Linked DNA regions of Mus musculus: region 2 is linked to region 1. Evidence: chromatin contacts called from public HiChIP or PLAC-seq data. All regions are on one chromosome and are shown on one strand. The core of a region is the stretch at or near the end of the contact, and the rest is flanking DNA. Distances in the headings are between cores, read along the strand shown. Region 1 has its middle 36 kb from the start of Rpap3. Region 2 holds the start of Hdac7 (histone deacetylase 7).

Region 1 (6,896 bases), core at 69-2,568:
TTCACCGGCTCCTTCCCACCTGTATTTTCAGGATATTTCTTCCTTTTCAAAGTCCACTATGATGTTTATTTTAAACCGGGGGTTGGGGTGGAGGTATGTACTGAAATATATTGGGGGTTTGCTTCTTCAAAACACCCTCCAAGTCTCTGGAAAGACCTGATACACATCTACTTTGGGGTGGGCAGACAGCGTGCCAGCCTAGCCACGACTGGACACTGGTCGTGAGCCTCGAGCTGTGCGCCTGTCTGGGCAAGGCACCAGGAACTCAGCTTCTCTGTCTGACCTGCCTATGGCCCAAGGGCAGGGTGAGTCCCACAGCCCTCTCTGTGTGCTGGCTTTTTAGCTGTACCGCCATCATGGCTGGCACGGATGTTAGCTGTACCACCATCGTGATGGATGTACACGGATGCAGCCTCTGTGAGATGCCTCTTGTGTAAATGAGAGAACGAGCTGTTTCTGTCACAGCCCCCAATGTCCACCCCCACCCCACCCTACCCGGGACTCACTTTGTCCTTTTTCTGAATAACACATTCAAAAGTCATATCCTAATTTTTACTATTTATATCTGATACTAATCTTGTTTGTCAACTTGACTGTACCTAGAATCAGCCAAAACCCAGGCTACCGGCATTCTTGTGAGGAATTTTCTTCTTTTTTTTTTTTTAATATTTATTTATTTATTTATTTATTTATTTATTTATTTATTTATATGTAAGTACACTGTAGCTGCCTTCAGACACTCCAGAAGAGGGAGTCAGATCTCATTACAGATGGTTGTGAGCCACCATGTGGTTGCTGGGACTTGAACTCAGGATCTTAGGAAGAGCAGTCAGCGCTCTTAACTGCTGAGCCATCTCTCCAGCCCATGAGGAATTTTCTTAATCAGATTATTTGAAGCAGAAAGGCCCACCCTGAATCTGAGCTACAATTCTGGTGGCAGCCTGCATAAAGGACACAGAAGAAGGAAACTTTGCTCTCCTGGGCAAGCTCATCTATCTTGTTGCTGCTGGCATTCAATCCAACTTCTTTAGGTTCTCAACACAGACTGAAAGCCAGCAGCTCTTCAGATCCTCCAGGACTCCAATATACATATATGTATATACATGCATGTGCGTGCACATGCACACGCACACACGCGCACATGTGTGTGTGTGTGTGTATTCATTCTGACTAATGCAACACACTAAAGACTTACAAATTCAGCAGTCCATCTTACTAAGAAATTAAATTCACTTTCATGGTTGCTAACAAATGTGGACAAAATGTGCTGCTATTTTCTGAATGGCCAGCAGGTGGCAGTAATGCCAACAGAACGCCAACAGCCAGCCTGGGAAACTCTAGCTGTTGTGTCTTTGTGTTCTCAAGGTCAGCTTTTGTCACCGAGTGAAACAGAAGAAAGAACATAGACGTCTAAATCGTGGTAGCCTCTGCATGACCCCCAGGACAACCTGTTCTCCTCTTATTTTCTGAGTTTAAACATTATATGCAAAGCTCCGGGTCCAGTGACTAACACACGGTTGGAGCAATAACACGTTATGATTAAGTCCATTTGAAGTGGTGTGACCCACAAAAGAGAGCTCTACCGAGAAACAGAAATGCAAATCGTGTTCTTTCTCACTCAGTGTTCAAAACACGTTTGAGAGGAGTGGCTCTCTGAACATGATCTTATACAAGAGAATTGAACTAATACTCCTTAACAATGAGAAAAGGTCTTTAATGTTCAGGCAAGGGCTTTGTGCACGTTCAAAGGCTCTCCGTCTGGAGACCCCATTCCACGGCATTTGGATTCCTTCATTGTTCTCTTGTTTCGTGAATATCTAACTAAGCACTGCCCTGTGGAAGCCACTTTCTGCATAACCTCATAACCACACAGAGAGCAGATTCTTCCTAGTCCCCACTCGCCTTTGCTCAGGTTTGCTTTAAAAATAATAAACAATTAAGCGGCTTAGAAGCAAGCATTCTGTTCTGGGGGCTGAAAAGAAAAGATCGTGATACTGTAGACGCGGTGCTTGGGGAAGGTCCATCTGGTCACTGATACTACCATGGGCCCCGTGATTGGTGAAGGTCCCTCTGGTCATAGATGCTGTGACCCCGTGCCTGGTGAAGGTCCTATTGGTCACTAATGCTCCAATCTGGTGCCTGGTGAGGGTCCTGTTGTGTCTGGCCAGTAGATCACAACCTGGGTTCTAGCCTGGAAAGGCATTTTGGAAACCTGGAAGAGAAGAGGGGCTAGGCGGCGAGAGAAAGAAATGCAGCTTAGACAGGCATTCTGATCAAAGCTCAATTTTACTGTTCTGCACGCAGTTATGAAGCAGGGGAAGGGGGCCCAATTCCCGCCAAATAATCTCGGGGTCCAGTAGCAAAGCGGCAGGTTCCAGCGGTGGGCGTGGCAGAAAGATTGAGCAGGAAGCTCCACCCCCGAGCAAGCAGGTTTCAGGCTGGGGGAGGGGAGACTACAGGGTCCCTCTCCTCTGGTCCCAGATGCTGTGACCCCATGCCTGATGCAGGTCCCTCTGACTGCAGGCAACCATCTTGCTGCATTCCCGCAGTGTAGAGGGAGAGGGTAAGCTCAAGAGAGGAAGAGGAAGCCCTCTCCTCTCCTCTCCTCTCCTCCCCTCCCCTCCCCTCCCCCTGCCCTCCCCTCCCCTCCCCTCCCCTCCCCTCCCCTCTCCCCTCCTCTCCCCTCCTCTCCTCTCCCCTCCTCTCCTCTCCCCTCCTCTCCTCTCCTCTCCTCTCCCCTCCTCCCCTCCACTCTCCTCTCTCCTCTCCCCTCCCCTCCTCTCCCCTCTCCTCTCCTCTCCCCTCCCCTCCCCTCCTCCCCTCTCCCCTCCTCTCCTCTCCTCTCCTCTCCTCTTCCCTCCTCTCCCCTCCTCCCCTCTCCTCTCCTCTCCTCTCCTCTCCTCTCCTCTCTCCTCTCCTCTCCTCTCCCCTCCTCTCCCCTCCCCTCTTCTCCCCTCTCCTCCTCTCCCCTCCCCTCCCCTCCCCTCCCCTCCCCTCTCCTCTCCTCTCCTCTCCTCTTCTCCTGTCCTAAGAGCACTAGTCTCATCAATCTAGCCTTGTGACAGATCATCCATCTCCCAGAGGCTCCATCTCCAAATGCTACACACTGAGGCTCTGGGGTTTTAATGTACAGATCTGAGGTGGATATAAGCATTCAATCCATGCACTTAAAGCCTCTACATTTAAAGACCAGGCCTGATTTTGAAAAAAAAAAAAAAAGGCCGTAAGGCACCAGCTCCAGGAACAAACTGTAAGTCCCAGAAATTAGGTGATAAGACCATCAGCTCCAGAGACGGACCCTAAAATCCAGAACAGGATCATAAAACCCCCTCCCAAAGGAGACTTCTACAGTCCTTCCAAAAGCAGGTCTGCCGCAGCAAAACCCCACTATGCTGGTATTAGCTTGTCTTAGTTAGGGCTTCTAAAGGGAGCAGGGGAGGAAAGAGTTTATTCCGCTCACACGTTCTCATAGTTGGCCATCATCAAGGGAAGCCAGGACACAAGCTCACACAGGGCAGGAACCTGGAGGCAGGGACTGATGCAGAGGCCATGGAGGGTGCTGCTTACTGGCTTGCTCCTCATGGCTTGCTCAGCCTGCTTTCTGATAGAACCCAGGACCCCTCAGCCCAGGGGTTTCCCCAGCTACAGTGGACTGGGCCCTCTCCCATTGATCACCAATTGAGAAAATGCCCTACAGCTGGATCCCATGGAGCCATTTTCTCAGCTGAGGCTCCCTCCTCTCTGATGACTCTGGGCTGTGTCGAGCTGACATAAAAGCAGCCAGCACACCCTACAACCTGAATGCGGCCTCGCTCACCAAAATGTGTGAGAACTTCTCCATGCCCAGGAACCTGGACCAGCCACACTGTGGCTCTGAGCAAGTCCCGAGGGGGAGGGGCAGGATGGAAAATAAAGAGATAACAAAGGGAAAGAGTCAAAAGCTGGGGTCAGGAGGGCTGAGGGGCTGAAGACCCAGGCCAGCAAGTTTATTAACGGTACAGTTCTTTTATTCCTCAAACAGAGGGTGAAGAATGTCAGATGGTAGAATTATAGGGTGCTCAAAATATCCCAAATTCCACTTTGGCAAGGTACATTATGGGATGGCAAACAAAGCATTTCACACCTCAGTGTCTGCAACATTCAGTCACATACACACACGTGAGGAAAATGCCAAGTGCCAGTTCCTGGATTACTGTCCTTGCCCGCCCCAGGCCCTAGCATCCATCCATAGTGTGCCTTGCATGGCACAACCCTGGATTGGCTGATGGCAGGATGCCCACGTCCTATCATCAGGGCCTCTGGACAGTCTTCAATCCAGCCTAGCCCACGACAGTTCCCCAGGATCCTAGTTACTTTCCTAATAAAAAAAGACTTTGACAGAAGAAACATCTGAGAAAGAAGACAATGGGTCTTTCTCCATGTCCGCAGTCCAGGAGCCCAGGCTGGGAATGGTGCAACCGACAGTGGGTGGAGCTTCCTGGCTCAAATAATGCAACCAAGATAATCTCCCTGGGGCATGCTCAGAGGCTGGCCCATCTCCCAGATGACTCTAGATTTCATGTTGGAAGTTGAAATGAACCATCACTAGCCTCCCGCAGTCTTCAAAGACCACGGTATCTGATGATACACTATGAGGACCTGACCAGGAAGACAAAGGTCTATTTCCTAATTTTTATTTTATGTGTGTGTGTGTGTGTGTGTGTGTGTGTGTGTGTGTGGTGTGCGTGTGTGTTGCACTGTGGAGGTTCAGAGGCACTCCTGTGGGAGTCAGTTCTCTTCTTCCACTCCATGGGTTCTGGGTATCGAACTCAGGTCATCAGACTTGGCTGCAAGTACCTTTACCCACAGAGCCATCTCGCCAACCCTTGTATCCTAGGCATTACCCTGAACAGACAGACATACAGCCCACTGGATGCGGAACACCAAGTACTGAGCTCTTCTCACCAGTCAGTGGCTGAAAGGTTTTTGCTCTGCTTGGAGAGAAACCATGGGTAGACAAGAAACTCTTCAAATATGAACTTCTAGAACTTTCTCACCCCCTTGAGACTTAACAGCTGCAAGGGACTAGAGTGGGCAAGTGATATAGGAACGAGCAATGGCCTCTAATATGGCAGCTCTCGTGGAAGTCTACATACCAGAACCATTGCCCTCCCTGTACCTATAGATCGGCTACAGGGACCCTTGGCTACGGCAGCCAGTGGCACAGGTCTCAGCCTCAAGGATGTGTGTCCTTTGGAACTCTTGGCAAGAAGCGATGCAGATTGTCTTCTCTGGCTTCTCCCAGTCTGCTCTCTCCCCATCTGCCATCTTTTGTTTGTTCTCTTCTTCCTCCTTGGCCTCTTACACTCCTCAAAGGCTATTTGGTTGTTAGTGCCCACTGTGATCACTCGAGAGTACTTGCTTCTTGGAGACAGCCTGTGAGAGCCAGGGTATACAGCTGAGGCACCTGCCTCTACTCAAGGTCTGAGGCATCTAGAGGGCCATTCGGGAACTGGACGCTGAGCATGGCTGGGATGAGTCAGGCATCCTCTGCCACAGGGAGCAGGGACTCAATGGACAGGTGGGATTTCTGGGCAGAATCAATGCAATATGAGGCACCACACGGGAGGCACAGAGGGATTTGATCCCAGGGGATATTGCTAGTACAGAGTCCTCTGACGACTGATGCTTCTGCACCTGTCGCATGACCACAGGCCTCTAAGGCTTATGTACCGCCAATCTTCCGCACCCAAACATCAGTTGTCAGTACTTTGTTCTAGAGAGCCAGGTATGAGGCTCATGAGCTGGGCAGCATCAAGTCCTAGTGTGGGGTGCTTATGGGCATCTGTGGTTTTCAGCTGTCAAGCTATGAGGCAGCGAGTGTGGTATCGATACTGTTAGGTTCCCAGTGGGCACCTGCAGGACCCTCGCCTGTCAAGTCAAGGCCCAAGGCCTGAGCTTTTCCAACCATCAAGCTGCTACTTGAAACCAGAGCCAAGGCTGCTGCTCAGCCTACTGTCAAACCCTGCCTACTGCCAGTCTCCATGGTAACCACCCTTCTCTGTTTCTCCTTCTCTGTCACCAGCTCAGCCTGCGCTCTCAAGAGCAGGCAAAGAAAAGGCCACAAAGAGACGTCTATAAGACCTGATGTGGCAACACCAAGGGAGATGGCACAGAGGGTTCCCTAGGCAACTTCCAGCAAGCCTCACTGCCTATCCACACTATCCAAGAAGGGGTGCTTAAACCAGTCACAGCCTGACACTTGTCGTCATAGTCCCTCGGGAAGTGGTTCATCTAGGCTACAGTCACAGAACACACTGTTTCTAACAGCCTTGGCAGAGGCTGTGTCTTCAGGTGCCAAGGCAATCAGCGCCTTTCACTGCCATCTTTTATATCGTTGTATCAAGGGATCCACGGAGTATTCCAGATGGCTGGCGCTGGCACAGGGGAGTCAGGCTGGTGGATGGACTCAAGGCAGTGCAGGGCTGCACAAGAGTCCGAGAACTGCTCATTAGACACTCAGATGACCCTGTTCCCAGCGCTGGTGCTATGGGGAAACGAAGGAAGGCGTGCTCGCAAATATAAACTGAAAGAGCTTAGTACCTACAGTGCTTCAGACAGGCTGAGTGCCCAGACACAGGCGGGTCCTTGCTCTGTCTCACCCCAACCTTGGGCAAGCCCATAAGGTACTCGGGAAAGGCTGTGTGTGTCTAAACTTTATAAAAGCTTAACAGAACACACAAAACAGTCATGTGGAAAAGAAGTCTTTTTATTGCCCCAAATGATTCAACAGTCAGTATAAGGAAGTGAGCGGAGTTCCACTATAGACAGCTTCCTTTTTCTAAGTGATTTCTCCTTAAAAGTCCTGGGTATCATTCTAAAGTGGATTGACTTGAGGATCCTACAATAAATACCCG
Region 2 (6,869 bases), core at 3,934-6,433, 160 kb after region 1:
TTCTCCTGAGCTCTGCCCGAGCCCCTACCCTCATTTCTGATTCTGTTATCTCCCAGGACAGACGTCTTCTCTGAGCCTTGATCCACCCCCTCTCTTTGGTAGCCCTGAACTAGATAAATAAATCCTAGAGGCCATAGAGGCAGTCAGCAACACCCAGAGGGGCTGAAGCCGGGACAGTGATCCCCCCAAGTTGGGAAGGTAAGAGCAGGGGAGTCAGGAATGGGCGGTGCTTGGGAGACCCTGACAAGAGTCTGCCATGTTCTTAACCTTAGTCTGAGCCCTATCTGGCTGCCCCTGCTCTTCTGTCTCTCTGACAACCTGTGGGGGTGGGAGGGGGGCTGCCTGTGGAAAGCAGATTCTGCTAGTCACCAGGCTGACAGTCCAGCTCCAACCCTCAGCTAGACCTCAGTCCAGATCCCTCACCTGGGTCCAGGGAGCTTCCGAGAATGTCTTAGCAGGCTGTGGGGACTCACTTCTAGTCTGAGGAGAAAAGGAGTCAATGTCACTGAGAGCTCCCATGGCCACTGTGTCCAAGGAAGTCCTGTCGGGTTGTTTATTGCTGGATCCAGGGAGTTTTCTTCAGAGAGCTAATCACCACGTAGAACTGTTCACATCTTCTTGCCCACCCATGCTTTCTTGTTCTCCAGTAAAGCTATAGCGCCCTGAGGTCAGAGGTCAGGCTCTGTGCTCACCTCACATCTGCACCCAGTGTATGGCACAGAGCTCTGCAGGTCTATAACAAATGGATGAGCTGCTGAGTGGCCAGCTTGGCAAATGACCTTCCCTGACTGCCAGTGTGGTTCTTTCTTGAGGATTCCAAAGTTTTCCCACACAGGAGGAAGAAGGAGGGTAGCAAGAACAAGGCTAGAAAGGCTAGAACCCCCAAAGGAAAAGTTAATGTTACTCAGAGGTCGGGCATCTACACCAGCCAATGCTACCTGGTCCCCTTCACCATGCTGGGCATGAATACACACACACACACACACACACACACACACACACACACACACACACACACGCATGCACACACGCACGCATGCACACACGCACGCATGCACACACGCACGCACGCACGCACACACACACACACGCACACACACACGCACGCATACCCAAATCCTGGACCAGTCTTAGGAAGCTTGCACTTTGTCTTGAGTTCTTTCTCTAAATAGCCCGTGACCTCAGACACACCGCATCCCTTTCTTTCTGCAGGTCTATTCCACAGAAATAAACAGAAAGGCTGACCCAGGCCTCTGCGCCTCAGGCATGGCTCAGCACCACAATCACCCACCATGCAAGTGAGTGAGGTGCCTCCCTCAACTCCTGCCAACCCTAAAAGATGGTGGGGATGGGGCCCAAGGATGTTTTAAAACACATTCTTCACAGGATCCTGAAGCAACTAGCCCAGTAACTGGCGTTAAAGACTATGGATGGATGCCAGATGTGGTGGCACGCCCCTTCCATCCCAGCCCTTGGGAGGCAGAGGCAGGTGGATCTCTGAGTTCGAGGCCAGCCTGGTCTACAGAGTGAGTTCCAGGACAGCCAGGGCTACACAGAGAAACCCTGTATCATTAAACAAACTAACAAAGGAAGAAAGAAAGAAAGAAAGAAAGAAAGAAAGAAAGAAAGAAAGAAAGAAAGAAGAAAGAAAGAAAGAAAGAAAGAAAGAAAGAAAGAAAGGGAAAGAGAGAGAGAGAAAGAAAGAAAGAGAGAGAGAGAGAGAGAGAGAGAAAGGGAAAGAGAGAGAAAAAAAGGACAAAAACCATGGGCTGTGCTTTTACAAGTCAAGATCTGGACACGTGTAAAAGTCTTACATAGGTACACAATCCCTAAAACCTGTCTATAGGCACTATATACCCGACACAGAGCCATAACTTACAAAGGTGCACATGACACAGAAGACACACATCTGTGCCACATGTGTGCATACCCCCAAACACCCACCAGAGCCAGCACATGGATCACAGATTGCCACAGAACCACCACATCGACACACACACAGCCCTGGGCAAACACAGACACCCACCACACACCCAGTGCATACGCACATATCACACGGAGGCTCACACTAAACAGATGCTAGCCTGAATTTATTTTGCCTCTGGGAACAGGTCCAGAACTAAAGGAGCCATGCTCTGCTGATGAAAACATCCCTCCTGCCTCTACCACCCCCACCCCTTGCCCCAGGCAGCTGGCTCGTGGTCCACAGCCCCTTGAATGACTGGAGGAGGGTAGAAGAGAGAAAGATGGGATAAGGTGAGGCAGAGGCTGAGAGTGGTATTCTAATCTGCTTGGAGACACCCCCCAAATCCAGCCCAGTTCTCTTCCCTTGCCCACCAGGAGACATCATGGGGCCCGGAGTCAGTGCTTGGTCAGGCCAGTTGACTGGATTCTCAGGCCCTGGTCCTACAGAGCAAAAGGCTTAGGGAGTAGCTAGATGTGGGGGCTCCCAGTACGTGGGGCCACTAAGGAAAGGGCTGTCTGGAGTGCCTTCCTGCAGCCCTAAGGCCTGAGGCCCCCATGGAATGTTACCACAGAAACAGGGAAAATATTATAAGGAATACAATACCCGGCAGAGTCACCTGCTCACCAGGCTTCCTGCTGCGCTACCCACCCCCCAGCTCATGGCACTTAGAGCCTTCCCTAGCCTCAACCTGGGCCTCCCCGCCAGAGCTCTCCTTCCTGTCTCCCCTGGATTAGGGAAGCTGCTTCAAGCGAAAGCTCTGCCCTTCTGTGGTTCCAAACAACATCAGGGATGGTGCACTGGGCCCCTCACTCCTGGTCCCTACCCACCCCCCAACACAGGAAATCAAGGCTTCCTGCCCCAGAGGAAGTGCCCCATCTAGTGAACAAATCCAACATATACAAACTCAAAGTCCTGGAGCTGGCGCCTCCAAGGGGACCTGCCTTCAAGCCCTGCAATACCCCATACTCTCCTGCAGCCTCCAGACCACATCTAACCAAGGAAGAGCTCAGAATAGATGCTGGCAGAGGCCGGTCTGGTTGGTGCCATTCCTTGGCTAGGTGACTCTGGGCCTTACATTATTAGCTCACCTTTCTCTGGGGGCTCCTGTCAACGTTGAAACGACCAGTTCTTAAAGAAAGGCAAAGAGCAAAGAAGGCCAAGAAAGAAGTGTGCCTACAGCTATAAAAAGGTCCTCATTTCCAATCCCATCACAACTGAGCCACTAGGAACTAGATAGGTGAGAACCATTATCCCTGAGACAAGGACACAGGAGGCTCTGCCTGTTCCCTTACTCCCCGTGGATTACTGACTGGCTATGTGCGGTTGGTCCCTCTAGCTCTGAGCTTTGGAAAGTGAACTGAGAATCCTCCCCACCCACCCACCTTATCATGTTAATTTTGAGAAAAGCCTGCTTAAGTAAGGTGACCTGCTTAGAAGAGAAACCTTCTTTGCCTCAAAGCTCAGCATATGCCCTTGAGACACAGAAAAATGCCCCAGCTAAGGGGCCAAACTGAGCAGCAGGGGGCTCAGATGCACCCTGTACCTAGCTTTTCCAACGCACAGCTCTGAGGGTCTAGCTTGGAAAGGACATCATAAAACTAAAGACAGAGACACAAGCCTCAGCCCCATTGGGTTCAGGACTTGGTCCAATCTCAGTTATCTGGGTACCATACACTGGAACTGCTTTGTGCCTCATTTCCCCCCCAGGAATCACTGTAAAGAAGAAAAGTACTTAGTTACTGAGGGGAGACGTGAGGCTGCAGAGAGCAAGGAGGTTAAGAGTGAAGGATGATTTGCGGCGGATGGAGAAGAGGCTCGGAAGGTTGGCACAGAGGGGAGGCACGACCGCAGCCCATGGGGGTCCTCTTGGGAAGAAATGGGTCACCTAAGTACAAGTTAGAGGATAGAAACCAACCAAAGTGACAGTCTGCAATGGAATTTGAGCAAATCTAGGTAAAAGTCTGGAGGACTAGCTCCTGATTCCAGATGTTGCACTCCCTCCAGGGCCACCGAGGGCCAATGTCCTATTATCACCCTGAAACTTTGGCAGGCAGAACTGGGCCTCAAGCAGATGCTGCGTTGGGATGTGGGAAGGGATACTTAGCAGCAAGCCAACCCCGCCAGATGATGCAGGATGCTTTGGGGGAGTGCTGGACAGCCAGCAAGGATAGTTCAGGGAACCAATGGTCAGCCCTAAGTCGGCCCCAAACCGGCAGCCAGTGAGAAATAAGTGGGACTCATTAAGCGACCTGCATGCAGGACTTAGGTTTTTCTTCCAACTCAATTGGCGGAGAAATCGCAGTGGCGAAAAGACAGTTCAGTTGCCAGATTTGCCCGGGTTCTCATACTTCTCAGTACTATCAGACTGGGGGTGGGTGGGGGTGGGGGGGCTAGATCCAGCTCCCCACCTCCCTACCTCTCTCAGTACTCAGCCTGCGGCCCCCACTTCCCCACGCCTTTAACTGTCCTCACTGCTAGGCTGAACACAGTGTCTGTCTCTCTATGATGGGTGATCAAGGATAAGGGGTGATGCTCAGAGAAATCTCCCAGCCCAGTACCCCTCCAGGGGACGTTTCCCTCAGCTACAGGATCTGAGTAGGGCCCTGCCCAGTTCTACAAGACAGGGGCGCTGATGTCCAGCCCTGCAAGTTCTGCGCCAGTTCAGTGGGTCCTAGCCTTTGCCCTCCCGCTTCCAAACCTTTGGTCCCGGAGCACCGCCCCCTCCCGGGCCTCGGCGGCCGGCCGTGCCTCCCGGATCCCGGGGAGGAGGGTGACGGGACGCCCGGCCCTTGCACAGGCGGCCCCGGGCCTCCCACTGCCTCCCCGGGGCCTGTCGCTGCCCGGGAGCGGGCGGATGTGGGCGCCCCGCAGGAGGCCGGAGCCCTTCGGCCCCGGAACCAGCCGGGGCAGCGAGCGGGCCAGAGCCCGGGCGAGCGGGCGCGGTCCAGGGCGCGCGGAGGACCCGGCCAGCCGGACCGGCCGGAGACCCAGCCGCAGCCGGAGCGGGAGCCGGGGCGAGCAGCGCAGGGTGCCGCGCGCAGGGCGGGGCGGACGGGGAGGGGGTGGCCGCCCGGTACTCACCCGCGCCGGGGCTGTGCATCCAGGGGCCGGGGCCCTCAGAGCCGGGGGCTCATGGCGGGCGGGGGGCCGGGGCGCCGGCCTCACATCCCCCCGGTCGCCGGAGGCTGCAGAGCGACTGTGAGACGGCGAGAGGAAGGGAGGGGGCCGGGAGGGGGAGGGCCCTGGCAGCCTGGCCGGCCGGGTAGGATGACAATGGAAGGAAATGCTTTATCTGAGTCTGAGAGCGGGCCAAGGGGGAGGGGAGGGAGGGGGCCGGCGCTGGCGGCCCTGGGACACACCACCCGGGCTTCGCTCAGCAGCACACAGCCTGGCGGCAGACACCGATCGCGGCGGGGCGCGGCTCACCGCCCGGGAGGCAGCGCCGAACCCGGAACGCGGGACGCGGCCGGACCCGCGCGCGGCCGCGGAAGCCCCAGCCGCCGCGCGGCGCTGCGCCCCGCGCACAATTCCCGGAAACCCAGATACCTGAGTGCACGCACCCGTGCATACACAGCGTACACGGGCGTGCATCCATGTTTACACAAGCCAGGGTGCTTTACGCTTCGGGGAAGGACTCCTGTGCACACATCTACACACTTAAGTCAACGAGGGCAGCGCTACACACAGGGAGAGCAGGGCACGCTTGGAGTCTCGAGCAAGGAATCCCAGACGGACACCCCTGCCCCATCCTAACACACACACACCACACACACACACACACACACACACACACACACACACACGACTCTCCTCAGGAACACTTCAGGATCTGATTTGAACCACTGCCAGTCCAACCCCAGTGGCACCCCCCGCCCCCACTGTCTGCTGAGGGGAGCAGAAGGGTCCAGTCTGTTCCTATTAAAAGAAAAAAAAAAGGGGATGGGGGGTGGTGCAGTTTTCGAAACTTAAAAAAAATTTTTCTCAAGGGATTTCCTTCCATCCTCTCCTCTTCCTCTTCCATTCCTCTCCCTCCACAATGACCCTCCTTTGCCCCCCCACTCCTGGACCCTATGAGTCAAACTTCAGCAATGTGCCCAGTGTCCCCCAGTGCATTACAGCGGATCACAGAAATGTTCCAGTCTGTGAGTCGGAATGCAGCCGCCTCCAGCCCTCCCTCAGCTAATAAACTCAGCTGAGGACTGGCTTTGCACTGAAGCCCTCCCTGCCTCTCCCCCATCTTAGACGGGAGGAGGTCAGATTCAAGGGTCAGGGGCCGAGGACCTTCCCACTGAGTTTCCTGGCTTGGCCTGTCAGTCCTGTTGCCTCCAGCAATTTGGCAGGTCAGAAAACTGGGAAGGGAGAGCGGTCATTCACCAGGAACACTATGCTCCCCTGCCCTTGAGGTGCCCGCCACTGAAAGGCAGCTTCCTTCTGGTCCCAATCTACTCTCTGAGTCCTCGGAACTCCAAGAACCTTTAGAAGGGGAAAATGAGGCAGACCTAGAGATGTGATATCTTGGAAGCCAGAGTCTTGAGTGGCCTAGAGGGACGTTGGCCATGTTGCTAGGTCACACACAGGTCTAGACTCATGTGCCCTTGTTCAGCTGCTAAGTGTAACTCCTCTGTACCTGTTAATGGGTACTACAACCTTGCCCTAGCATCCATGGCCTCTTGCAATGTGGCACCACACACATCCCTGCCCAGTGTCTCCTGGTACTTTGCTCAGAGGTAGTTACCGTTATTACTACCACAGCCAGCCCTGTCAGCTAGCTGTTCATGTCCCCATACTTACCCACTTCCTTGCCTTGGCCTAAGACACTCCCTACAGAGTAAATGCCGCTCTACCTTTCTCCCTTCTGTTGTTGAAATCCCTTCATCTCCTCTGAAATGTTTCACGATTTCTG

What was found. HiChIP or PLAC-seq counts read pairs in DNA pulled down with a chosen protein or histone mark.
Region 2: a contact with region 1 is called in a BATF HiChIP or PLAC-seq map of CD8 T cells, with 11 read pairs. The contact joins the promoter of Hdac7 here to the enhancer-like site in region 1. A contact is called at or near these places in 2 of 39 promoter capture datasets (embryonic stem cells and pre-B cells), 5 of 15 datasets of contacts at CTCF or cohesin (CD8 T cells, the G1E-ER4 cell line, the NIH/3T3 cell line and 2 more), 37 of 484 Hi-C or Micro-C datasets (B cells, the Ba/F3 cell line, CD4 T cells and 19 more), 14 of 115 datasets of contacts at active chromatin or transcription factors (the 230-238 cell line, CD8 T cells, the SCID.adh cell line and 8 more) and 2 of 9 other capture datasets (adipose tissue and liver).

Annotation. Positions count from the first base shown.
Region 1 is chr15:97,666,278-97,673,173 of GRCm38.p6, forward strand. No RefSeq gene overlaps it. Among named protein-coding and RNA genes, the nearest start is that of Rpap3, 36 kb to the right of the region's middle. Within about 2 kb of position 1,319, at least 56 of the 459 cell types and tissues checked have an H3K27ac peak or open chromatin away from gene starts, as enhancers often do. A contact at or near this core is called in the Ba/F3 cell line, CD8 T cells, the N1E-115 cell line and 8 more, where this site is marked.
Region 2 is chr15:97,826,312-97,833,180 of GRCm38.p6, forward strand. It overlaps Hdac7 (histone deacetylase 7), which reads right to left and starts at 5,184. Exons shown (of 25, transcript NM_001378971.1): 1 at 5,048-5,184. The coding sequence starts at 5,066. Gm33636 (a long non-coding RNA gene) reads left to right here and starts at 4,375. Exons shown (of 4, transcript XR_001781759.2): 1 at 4,375-4,994.